Regions from separate parts of the Gossypium hirsutum genome. Here region 1 is linked to region 2. A link is a contact called in public Hi-C data. All regions are on one chromosome and are shown on one strand. The core of a region is the stretch at or near the end of the contact, and the rest is flanking DNA. Distances in the headings are between cores, read along the strand shown. Region 1 holds the start of LOC107903937 (transmembrane emp24 domain-containing protein p24delta9). Region 2 holds the start of LOC107904072 (phosphate transporter PHO1 homolog 3).

Region 1 (2,700 bases), core at 120-2,619, 170 kb after region 2:
CAGCAGAAGTCAGAGGAAAAGATGGAAGAGAAAGCTTCAAATTTATATTCAGCCTTATGGTCAATTGAAGGTTTAACCGACGATCAGCGGTATGATGCTTTGAGTAAAATTCCCGATCATCCAACTCAAATGATCGTTTTCTTTAGTCAACCTTCTGTTGCCCGATTAGAATGGGTCAGAAGATTTCTTTCTCACCATTAAATATCAATGTTCAAACTTTTTGATGTTGTAAAACTATATAACATATGGATTATGATGTACAATTTCATTTTCATCTAACTTTTTCTTAATATAAGTTAATTATGTTTATGCAGAATATAATTCTCAAGTTATATATTGATTTTAGTGAATTCATATAAGAACATTTTATTATTAAGAATTTTATGAAATTATATATCACTATTAAATTATATTTAATATTAATTATTTTAAATTGTATAAATTCATATAAGAAAATTTATTATCAAGAATTTTATGAAATTTAATATTAATTATTAAATTATATGTAATAATTATTATTTTAAATTATACAAATTCATAAAATATAATTTATTAGTTATAATTATTTTAAATTTTATTAAATCATATATTTTAAATAAAATATATTTAATATTAATTATTTCAAATTTTCATTTATAGTATCATATATTATGATTTGAGTAAATTCATATAAGAATATTAATTATTAAGAATTTTATTAAATTATATATTTTAATTATAATATATTTAATAATAATTATGTTAATTTATATTTTACAGTATCATATATTATGATTTGAGTAAATTCATATAAGAATATTAATTATTAAGAATTTTATTAAATTATATATTTTAATTATAATATATTTAATAATAATTATGTTTAAATATGATTAAATTATTTATTATTGATATTAATAATCTTATTAAAATTTAAATAACAATAACAATAATTATCAAAACAAATTTCTGCTAATTATTAAGAATTTTATGAAATTATATATTTTAATTAAAATGGGTTTAATAATAATTATGTTTAAATATGATTAAAATATTTATTATTGATAATAATAACCTTATTAAAATTTAAATAACAATAACAATAATCATTTACCAAAACAAATTTATGCTAAGGGTATTATAGTTATTTTAATTTTTTCCATTATGCTATTACACCTCTATTCAATTCAACCAAACACAAGATTACTATTACGCCTCTATTCCGTTATATTCAACCAAACAGTTGATTTGCTATTACACCTCTAATCTAATACAGCGAACCAAACGCATTGTTAATGCTTTTATTTTTTTAATATAATTTACAAAAATTAAAAACTTGAGTATTTTCTTTTTGCTATTAATACTTATTCCATCCTATCCAACTCAACTACTGTTATTCCTATCCAATCCCTTTACAATCCTATTACATCTATCACTATTCCATTACAGTTTTTGGCTCTAAGTTTTATTTTAAATTAAGGGTTTTTTTTTTTAATAACAGCAAAACAGTCAGATCTGAGTTTTTAGGACAGAACAGCCTTAGCCCTAATCGTATTTTGTTTCAGTTACGTGTCTCCTCCAATTATATCTCACCACGTCGTGCAGTAATTTTCAGATTTTCTTTTTCCTAATTTCTTTCGTCTTCCACATCCTTGCGACTCGAACTGATTTACTTACAACAGCACCAAAAAAAAAAACAAAGAATCTGTCTGTAACTGTCTTTTGCGTTTCTAGCAGTTGAATTGAAAGTTGAGTGGTTGACTATGATTCTCCGGTCGGTCATAATGGTGGTTGTGGTTGTGGTTGTGGGGATTTTATCCTCTGCGTCGCAAGCATTGCGGTTCGAGCTGCAATCGGGACACACCAAGTGCATCTCCGAAGACATCAAAAGCAATTCCATGACGGTCGGAAAGTACCACGTTGTCAACCCAAACGAAGCTTACCCTTTGCCCGATTCTCTCAAGTTCGCTGTCAGGGTATTCAATTTTATTTTGGGTTTTTAAAATTATTTTATGATGAACTTTGCGAATAATAAGATTGAAGCTTGCTTCGTTTTTTCCTTTCTTGGGGGGTTGGTTACTTGACTGAATGAATGAAGGTAACGTCGCCGCAAGGGAATAGTTTGCACACGGCGGAGAAAGTGGAGACAGGGCAGTTTGCGTTCACGGCGGCGGAGGACGGAGATTACATGGCGTGCTTTTGGGCGGAGGATCATTCGCCGCAGATTATTATGACCGTTGATTTTGATTGGAGGAGTGGAGTTCAAGCAAAGGACTGGTCTAATGTTGCCAAGAAAGGCCAGGTCGATGTAAGTCTCTTCTGTTTTAGCTTATTATTAACTCCTACAATCAACATGATTGGCATGTCTCACAAAATAATAAAATATCAAACAACTAGTGGTAGCTTGGATACATAGGGGTTTAACTATTTGAAGTTTAGGGCTAAGGGTTTATATTTGTTTGCTGGTGGAAAGGGCCATACCCCTAAGTTTAAAATGCACAATATGTTTAAACGTTATTATGCTCGAAACCTAGTTGAAATTTCAGTTCTGTTGAGATTTTGCTTGCTGTTGAAGGTTTACAACTTGTTGAAATTCATTGAATATCTTTCATTTTATCAGCTAAGATTTAGGCAGAAGGTTTGCTATTATAGTTAAAAGGGGTTGTCTTCCTCTCGTGCTACAAGTCGAAAAGGTTCTATGTTTCCTTCTTATATAGATGA
Region 2 (2,700 bases), core at 143-2,642:
AATGTAAGCATCGCTTTTCGTACCTAAAACTCTTGAGAAGGCGCAGTTTTTGATAGAATGCAACAAAAGCTAGCTTAAGTTGGCCCTCAACTTTCTTAAGATTTTCCCTATTAAACTTCAGCTCAGTCTGCTTAGGTACGTTTAGAAAACCTTTAATGGTTGATCGAGGTGTCTCAAGAGTGTTGTTGATTTTAACACGGTTTAGAATTTGCAACGGAGCTGGTTTACGACCCTTAAGGTCATTGTTCACTGGCTTTTGAACTTGAACAATTTCTTCTTTATCCTCATCTGATTCTTCATGTCTGCTTGGTCCTTCTTCAATGACTTCCATGTGTTCAGCTCTCCCTGCAAATGAGCCATAAACACGTTCACAAAATTGGGTCTCTCCCCTAAGTACTAAACATATATGTCTTGTGCTTACTGCTTGCCCTGGCACCAGCTGGAGTCGAAGCAGCCAAGGCGGCGGTTGAGGCGGCCACGTCAGAAGCAAGACGGGTTATCTCGCCGGACCTGTCTTCCCACGACCATCCTTGAGGGTTCTCCACTTTGATTCTGAAAGCAATCAAAGCATCCATTTGCTTGTTCAAGATCTCTGCCTCTTTGGTCACTTCTTCCACCTTGGACTTGTAGAACTTGTTCACCTTATTGAACTCATCATCCAATCTTCTAAAAAACACCAACTCGTACTCTGCCCCATCGTCGGCTTGCATAAGGAAAGTCGTTTCGTAGCTCCGGGAACCGTTACGGTCGACGGAGTTAACTAAAATCGGTTGCTCTTCGATATCCGGTGAAGACGGACTGGTGGGGTGGTTGTGCCTATGGATCAAACCACTGAAAGCTCGATACAGTGTGAGCTTTCGTTTCAGACCACCTGGGGTGGCTGGTGGTCTGGCCCGCTGCTTGAAACCATGGATTTCTTTTAAACGGGTCTTGAGAAAAACATAGTCCATGTATGCTTCTTGCCATTCCGGCACCATTTGAGATGTAAACTCCTTCCCGAACTTCATGTTGCCCGGTTCTGGTTTTGGCACAGTTGGGTTCTTGTGCTTTTTTCACTGTACAATCAGATAATTGAAAGTGAAAATCAAAATTCTAAAAACGACAATATTGAAAATGAAGGGTTCAACAATCGAAGGCAAGTTGGGTTCATTGGAAAAACTTGGTTGTATTTATGAAGGTGAAAACTCTCTTTCATTCTTGGCTATGTATTGCTGCTCCGCCATCCAGGAAAAGAAATTTCAACTTTGGATAAAAGAAAAGAAAATATCCTAGTCTGCGGTGGGCTACGTCTGATTATCTTTTCTAGGGGATTATGAAACTTCTCTCAACTTTACTACATAATTGATACTCTTTCTGAATTATATTTTCTTACTCCATTTTTAATAGCCAATACATGAAAAAATAATGACAGTAGTTTAATTATATTTGGCAATTTTTAAATAAGTATTTTTTTATCAAATATATAAACATTAAACAATTGAAATAAAAATATAATAAAATTTAAAAAGTATGATAAATGAAAAGAAATTAGTTGAAATTATTAATATTATTATAAAAATGTAAAATAATTTGTAAAGAAGTTGTTTAAAATTTATTAAAAAGTTATACAAACTGTACATATTATAAGAATTTCTCCATTCATAAATTATAAGAATTAATTTATTTAAAAATTTTTAAAATTATTAAAAAAAATTTCCATTCATAAAATCATTGTATTTGAGCTCTAATAAAATGCATTAATAATAAAATATTTAATAGTAGAATCAAAATGTTCAGTTATCTAATTACAGTCCGGAAGATTTTTGTACATTTTAATAGAAACAAACGTGGAACCACGAAAAACGACTCTTATAATTTTCACAAAATTTAAATATTTATTTTACAATTTTTAATTTTTAATGATTTTCACAATCTTTTAATTTGTCAAATTTTTTGATAATTTTTACAACTTATTAATATTTATATAGTGCTTTTAATAATTTTTAATTTTTTCTATAAATTTTAAAAGTTATTTTACTTTTTTTATAATAATATTAATAATTTCAACTAATTTCTTTTCATTTATCATATTTTTATTTTTTATTTTTCTAATGTATATTTTTTTTCTAGGTTTTATATATTTTAAAGTTTTTATATATTTATTTCATTTATTATAATTTTTATGTTTATATATATTTGATAAAAGAAAATACTTATTTTTTTAAAAAAGACACCACATGGCACTATGTGATTGGCCACCAGTTTTTTTTAACATCTGTTAAAAAAAGAACTAAAAAAAAATTAAGGGAGGTATAATTTAGGTACCAAATTGAGCAAAAAAACAAATCAAGTACCAAAGTAAAAAATTGGGTATACTTTAGGGGCCAAATTGTGAATTAAGCTTAATTTAGATTTAACCAATGATTTTGGATTCAGATAGGTGGTCGAACCGGTCAAGTCATCGGTTTTTGGTTTTTTCAATTTAAATCTAATAAATTATTAAAAATTAACAAAATTAACAAAATATGGTTCAACCCATTTTTTAACTCAATTCAACTGGACAAGTTAATTTATCTTTTGCCTCTCTCCGAACTAGTATCCTAATAAAATCTCGCTCCAGTTTAAACAATATTGAATTCATCTCATTTTAACAATATAAAGTTAATAATATGAAAATGTTGGGTCGAATTTATAATAAATTAAAATTTAAAATAATTCAAA

What was found. Hi-C and Micro-C count contacts between places; a contact is called where the count stands out from the background.
Region 1: a contact with region 2 is called in a Hi-C map of leaf, with 1.9 times the contacts expected there. The contact joins the promoter of LOC107903937 here to the promoter of LOC107904072 in region 2. A contact is called at or near these places in 3 of 34 Hi-C or Micro-C datasets (callus and leaf).

The regions. Positions count from the first base shown.
Region 1 is chrD05:35,680,308-35,683,007 of Gossypium_hirsutum_v2.1, forward strand. It overlaps LOC107903937 (transmembrane emp24 domain-containing protein p24delta9), which reads left to right and starts at 1,370. Exons shown (of 4, transcript XM_016830162.2): 1 at 1,370-1,955; 2 at 2,078-2,287. The coding sequence starts at 1,743.
Region 2 is chrD05:35,509,136-35,511,835 of Gossypium_hirsutum_v2.1, forward strand. LOC107904072 (phosphate transporter PHO1 homolog 3) reads right to left here and starts at 1,393. Exons shown (of 11, transcript XM_016830341.2): 1 at 422-1,393; 2 at 24-345. The coding sequence starts at 1,007.